2 separate regions of the Rattus norvegicus genome follow, and region 1 is linked to region 2. A link is a contact called in public Hi-C data. All regions are on one chromosome and are shown on one strand. Each heading gives the region's core, a stretch centred on a gene start, on an enhancer-like site or on the middle of the called end of the contact. The rest is flanking DNA. Distances are from core to core; before and after follow the strand shown.

Evidence for each region. A called contact is a pair of places that touch in the nucleus more often than the background predicts.
Region 1: a Hi-C map of liver shows a contact between it and region 2, with 3 times the contacts expected there. The contact joins two enhancer-like sites. A contact is called at or near these places in 2 of 12 Hi-C or Micro-C datasets (liver and mammary epithelial cells) and 1 of 1 datasets of contacts at active chromatin or transcription factors (oligodendrocytes).

What each region holds. Positions count from the first base shown.
Region 1 is chr6:124,234,535-124,238,097 of GRCr8, forward strand. The region is part of intron 5 of Foxn3 (forkhead box N3); the gene reads right to left. Among named protein-coding and RNA genes, the nearest start is that of Cpg1, 190 kb to the left of the region's middle. Within about 2 kb of position 1,882, at least 25 of the 93 cell types and tissues checked have an H3K27ac peak or open chromatin away from gene starts, as enhancers often do. A contact at or near this core is called in liver, where this site is marked.
Region 2 is chr6:124,097,366-124,100,671 of GRCr8, forward strand. It overlaps LOC102550434 (a long non-coding RNA gene), which reads left to right. Exons shown (of 10, transcript XR_010052802.1): 3 at 1,663-1,804; 4 at 2,084-2,149; 5 at 2,485-2,633. Among named protein-coding and RNA genes, the nearest start is that of Cpg1, 57 kb to the left of the region's middle. Within about 2 kb of position 1,281, at least 24 of the 93 cell types and tissues checked have an H3K27ac peak or open chromatin away from gene starts, as enhancers often do. A contact at or near this core is called in liver, where this site is marked.

The DNA.
Region 1 (3,563 bases), core at 632-3,131, 140 kb after region 2:
ACGAGTTCAAATCCTGTAACCCAGGGGAAGCTGCATGTGACCTGATCTGTAATCCCAGTACTCCTAAGGGGACATGGGAGGCAGAGACTGAAGAGAGACCTAGAAGCTCAAGGGACAAACTAGGCTGGTGAAAACAAGAGCAGAGACATTAGACTCTGCCTCAACATTCGTGTGTGTGTGTGTGTGTGTGTGTGTGTATGTGTGTGTGTGTGTGTGTGTGTGTGTGTGTGTGTGTGTTTGTTTGTGTGTGTATGGGGGAGGAAGAGGCCAACTCCTCAAAGTTGTCCTCTGGCTTCAACACATGTGCTGTGGCACAAGCATAAAAATACATGCGTGCATACACAAAACTATATAAATTCAAAACATGACAAGGCCCCCAAGAAGGGGAGACTTGGAGGCACTGAGAACAGCTCCAGCTTTGCCACATGAGTGCCGTCCCTCTCAGAGGTGGGTTATCTGAGGCCCACAGAGACCGTACAGCCCCCAAAGCTGAGTCTCCACGCAGAATGAGTCTGGAGACAAGTTCAAACCACTGAAGCTATGCCAGTCTGGAGAAGCAGAGAGAATGAGCACAAGTCAGGCCAGGGGAGGGTTTGGTTCCACACCCGTGGTGTAGACGTTAGGAGACTCTCGTTTCTATACCCTTTTAGTCCTTCTCAGATTAAAACTTGTCCAGGAAAAGCTAATGAAAAGAACTGGCTGGGTTCAAGGGCCCCCATCATCAACTCTGAAAACTGAGAAGAAAAAAAAATTTATCCAAGCGACTCCCCAGTCCAAGGCCACTTTCTCATTTGTGACAACCAAACTCACTATCCCCCTAACTCTGTTTCCTGTTGAAGAGGGTGCCGAGAAAAGCTCGTAGGAGGTCAGAACTGAGCTCAGAGTGCATCCTGGCCTGAGAGTGAGATGCCAGGGCCGTGGTCTATCTAGGGCTACACTGCCCATGTCTAGGGTGGCACGGAGGTGTCTGGGCTGAAGGGTCTCAGGGTCCCGAGTGCTGTTTCGAGAGAAAGCAAAAACAACACTTTCTCTTGGCAGCAGGGCCTTTACTGTTGGTGTCTCCTGAGCTCTGTACTGTCTTCTTACTTTGGTGAATCTGTGTCCAAAGCAAGCGAGCGCAGTGCCCACAGTTTTTGTCCCGAGGATCAGCGAACACCTTTCACCTGATGTTCTAAATTTCACGAATGTCTGCCTCTGTAACACCTTCGACTAGGTGACAGATGTCTTCCTCCCTGCTGCCCTGGAGACAATTGAGCTGAAATGGATTGTACAAAACAATCCAAACTTCCAGGCTGGAAGAGGAGGCCAGAGGTACGAGACCTGGTACAGGTTACAATTTTGCCCTGTGAGTCATAGGAAGAGGAGTTAAGTCCGTGAAATGTCCTTTGGGCTCAGAGTCTCTAATTTGAAACCTCTGGGTTACTGGTGCTCTTTTGGTGACTATCTGTTTTTTAAAACTAGAGGTAGAGCCTGCTTCCTGTGAGGCAGGAACAGAACCGGGACCACTATAAGAGCTCTGACCCCCCCACCCCCCAAGCGACCCCCACACACCTTAGTATCTGGGAGGAAGGACGTGTCAAGTCTATAAGCTGGAGATGACACGAAGGCCCTTGAGATGAGAACAGAAACCCTGGTATAGGCGGTGGGAGTGCCAAACAGCTGGGTACTAACTGACAGTGGAGCTCTGCCTACAGCCTGCTTCCCCTCTCTGTGCTGCCCAGCTCCCCCCCAACCAACTACCCCCCCATTTACTGGAAGACCAGCCACTGCCCTGTTCCCACCCCAGAAACTACTTCCTCCCTCTGTAAAGTGTTCAGAGTTCCTGGCATTCACTCTCCTCTGGCTATAGCAACTGTCATGTGACCTGGCCTCCACTGAGTAGCAGGCCCCACGCTGCTGAAATTCCACGGGCAGGGCCTCTTCATTAGCTCTGGCTTCAGCTGGGCATACGGTGCCCAGTCACTTTTCCAGGAGGACAGAATCCATCTCAGCAGGACACTGGCTGATGTGGGAACCAGAGGGGAAAAGGCTCGAAGCCCTAAAGTCGGTGTTCAAGGCACACCTACTCCTAAGGCTACGGCAGGATTGCAGAATTTATTACGAAAAATTGGTTGTTCAAATCCTGTTTGGGTCATCTTATTAAAAAGATAAGAAAAGGGGGCTTAGCAGTGAAGAGCGCTGGCTGCCTTTCCAGAGGTTCTGAGTTCAATTCTCAGCACTCATATGGCATCTCACAAGCATCTGTAATGAGATCTGATGCCCTTTCTGGCATGCAGGTGCACATGTGGACAGCACACTCATATATAAATATTTTAAAAAGATCAGAAAGAAACAGGGTATATAACTTTCTCTCTCTCTCTCTCTCTCTCTCTCTCTCTCTCTCTCTCACACACACACACACACACACACACACACACACACACACACACACACATCAAAACAAAAACAATAAGAATGGTATCAAACCAGCCCCTCAAAACCAAAATAAAGCACTAGACTACCTGTCCGGAAGTGATTAATGCTCTTTCTCAACGAAGCTAAGGTCCATGACATGGAAGTCCAAGTGTTCTCACGTTGTGAGAAGGCTACCAGGGACACAGGGAAGGCAGGCTGGGTTATGATCTGCTCAAATTTTATTTTTTCCTGGGACAGGAGTTAAATGTGACCCTCTCCTGTAATCAGTGCTACCAATGGTGAACGCTTATACTCCAAGGTAGGAGGAGGCCTGCAGGCCCAAGGCCATGCCTATCTGATTAGGGCTGGCAGAGGGGAAGACCCCTGTAGACAATTAACTTATATTCCCAAGCAGGAGGTGCCCTATGCTTAACTCTGTAGGTCTAACTGTACATAATTAGAAGTCATAATTACAGCTCTCTTTCTAGAATCTGGCCCTAGTATCCACATTGACCTCTCATGGCAGCCTGGCCTCCATGCTGGGAGGCACAAACAGGGAAGGTCCAGCCTCTACCCAGTGGCCTTACAAAGACATGCAGCCAGTGCCCCCAGAAACTTCTGAGGTCAGGCATCTACACTTATTCCCTGGGGAGTGAACTTGGGATCTGTTTGGGGTTTCCTAATTATCCCTTTTCACTGAGAAATATTTTACTTTAAATAGACACACAGTCAGCTGGAACCTTGACACCCTCTTCTTTCAGGCCACGTGGGAAAGGCCAAAGCAACCATTCAAATTAATAAGTCAGTAATTACTGTGCATCTACGGTCTAATTACCCATGAAATGACCAAGTTGAAAAGATCAATTTTTGATCAGCTTTTCGCTTGGGCATTTTGTAAAAGTAGTGACAGAGGCTCTAGGCCACTGAAAAATGCCAAGTTATATTAGTTTATTATACCTTATAATCTATGCAGCCATAGAGCTGAGCTTGGCCCTGATCACACCACTGAACAATCATTCCACAGGAAATCAAACTTGCCTGGGCCTTCAGACAGATAGTCAGTCAGTCAGTCAGTCAGTCAGTCAGTCAGTCAGTCAGTCAGTTAGTTCTCGGCTCTGGGCAGGGAAACAGAATTCAGAAGTGATCCTCTGAAACCATCTTTCTTATTG
Region 2 (3,306 bases), core at 31-2,530:
AGTTCTCTAGACCCAAGAAAACTTAGGAATCAATTTAATCCCACTTATAATGAAAATAATGAATACTATGGCATATCTTCTGTACAAAACACACACGCCCCTACTTCCTTGCATGTTCACCATGTATGCCAGGACTCATATGTTCTATGCTCACAGCAGACATTATTAATCAATCACGATACTTTTTATCAAACTGAACCTTCAGGAACACTCTCAATTCAACATTTTAGGCTTCATACTTCACTAAGGTTGGTGCAGGATATGAAATGCATTTGCCAGCCCGCGCTTGACTTCAATCAAGTGAGTCAACCTGGGAAGAGTGTCCAAGTAACTTACTCAGGTTGCGGATCCAAGCTTTCTGGAGGCAAATTTCCTCTTTACCCTGAGAAGATGGTTTTCAGTTTTTCCTAGTGTCCTCATGGTTCCTGGTACCCTCCTCAGGTCTCAGTGCCCCTACCTCAGATTCTGACCAGATTGTGTATTTTCTTGGACTCTCTCCTATCTTCCTTTGGTGACAGAAGACGTACAAGATGATCAGGTTCCAAGAAACTCGCTGTTCAATTCAGAGTTTCTCCTTCTGTTAGGGAATCATCACCCCAAAGGGTCTGAGAGACACGGATGGCACAACTTAACGACTGTAGCAAAACAACTGGACTTTGACTCGATAGTGTCTGTTTCCGGCCACACTGTCCGCCACTAGCAAAGATTCCCTTGTCTCCCATGAGCTTGGCGCGTTTCGAGTACTTGATTTAGATTACAAGCGGAAGGCTCAAGAAGAGCACAACTGGGTGAGGGTGGGGTGGAGGACAAGACTTAAGTATGGTTTCTGGTCCCCGCCCTAGACCTCAAGACACGGGGCTGCCCCAATCTCTTGGAGGCGGCAAGCTCTTGGTACTCAATTTGCAATGCTTTGATTCGCATGTACACTAGGGGGCGCAAGTAGGCTTGTTTTCCACCACGGCTCTAAGAAATCCAATGCAACTCTAGGGGATGGGGTATAGGAGGGCAGTCAGGAGCCACACTGTCTCTGAAAAGTGCTGAGGGTAAACAGACGTCTGAGGATGGGGTCTAAAAAGGAGGGTAACACGCTCATGAATTGCTCGAAGCTGTTTTCTGTATTTGTTTTCCCCGATCAGCCTTGGAACTTTGAGCTAGGGCTAAAAGGGCAAGTTATGTAAGGGCCTGGGCTGCTGCCATATTAGGCTGCCAGGCTCTCAGCCTCAGGGTGAGTCAACACCTGGGAGCTGGTGGCCTAGAGCGGCGCTTTCAAGTTGGCTGAGACTGAACCACTACAGTAAAGCCAGTGTTTGACCCATTCCTGAGCCAGGCAGGCGGGCAGGAGACTCAGGTCTATGGAAAGAAAGGCCCTACATACCTTTGCTCTGGAAAGACGGGTCGTGCTTTGGGCCCCAAATTGCAAGAACTCTTTTACCAAACAGACCTGTGCGCCACTGACCTACTTTTTCCGTAGAGTAGACAGAAGCCAGCCCAGGAGTACACAGCCTTCTTTTCCACCCGATTCCTCCAATGCCTCCAACAGTGGCCTTGCTGTCCCAGGCCAGGGAACTACGGGTGTGGACCGTACTTTCCTGGCCCACCGAAGGGAAATGAGCGGAGGAAATCCGCACAAGGGTTTTTACTGCCAAATATTTCTTTCCCTAGGAAGACAGTACATTCAAACCACTGAGTGGAGACTGGAGTTAGGCCAGCCATAAACTATCCTAATGAAGACTAATCGGGAACTACAATTACTGTTGACTTCAGAATGCAAACATGAACTTTAGACAGCGATCCCTATCAGCCGGTGAGGCCGGGCACAGATGCCGATCACTGTTTTCTGCCGTTGCTTAGCAATGGAAAATGAACTGTTCCTGCCTCTTATCACGGGGGGTGGAGGTAGGACAATGAGCTTTATTGGACTGAATAGATATAAAATTAGTTTATTTTTTTCTCACTTGGAGAAGGCAATTGGTAATAAAGAGAATGTCTTGGAAGAGGGCACCCACAGAAGTTGGGGGAGGAGGGTCGCCTCCCTTTTCTCTACCTCCACGGATCCTAACCAGCCTTGGGTTTTCCTCCACAGATAAAAGTTTGAATTTTGCCCGGGAGGGACCCTCCAGAATTATCATTAAAGAAAATATACGCAAAGGTAAACCACAGACCAGCGTGAAAATGAGATGAAGAATGAAGTCTTAGTAACAAGGAGGTTAAGGGTGCCCCAAAACCCACTGACCAGGATAAATAACTGAATGTAATGTTGAATATAGACATCTTAGGGTCTCTGTGCTTGGCACTGTATTAGATCATATGTTAGATGATATGTGTTGATTTGTGGGTAAAAGAAATATTGTAGAAAATCAAAATTGGTACCCTCCCCCCAATTCACAGTGAAGAAGATACACAAGTGTAAAGCCATTTCTCCCCTTTAGTCTCAAGCTCCTGTGTGGTATGTGATTTTTCTCCTGTCTCTCTCACACATTATAGAACAGAAGGGTCCCATGCTGCCCTCTCCACAACAGAGTGTGGTGATATCCACTGGAAGGTCTTGTTGTCTCACAGAGGAACTTCCTCCTTCTGTAGGGAGGGTCTCCTTCTACAGTCCTTGTGCTGACCTCACCTGAACCTATAGCGAGGTAAGTGGCTTTGGTGCGAGAAACCCACGGATGCTTCCTGGGAAGGACCTTAGCCTCCACTAACATACATGGTCGGCTAGAAATTGCCAGATACACTGTTCCCGAAACAACAGGCTGAGCACAGGGCTGGCAGCTGATGGCAAAACCACCCCCTTCCTATGCTTTCTGAACAAGGACTCAACTGTGTAGCTGGTCAGACTCTGACTCACAGTCATCCTGAACCAACCTTCTCAATGCTGGGATTATAGGTGTGGGCCACCACTCCTGACCATCCCTTTTATCACCAGCATTCATGGTAATTGTGCCCATTGAGAAGTTTTGGATAAAATCACATGGACTTGTCAATAGCAAATCTTTTTTTATTATTTATTTAAAATCAATACATAGGGTTTGACTCAATGCACATTAGGGTAAATATCGAAGCCTAAAGATGTCCACTTCATTCCTAGAACCCATCACTATGACCTCATACCACAGAAAGATTTTGCAGATGGAATTGGATTAAGGATTTTTGAGATATAAATCCTGGGCTCTTCTTTTTGGTGACAAAGGTTCTTATGGAGAAGAAAGGCCAAGTTTCAACGGTAACGGGGAAAGATCTAAAGACACTAGGCTTCTGGAGTTAACAAGAGAGCAAGAGGCCATGAGCCCCAAAACCCAGAAGAGTCAGAAA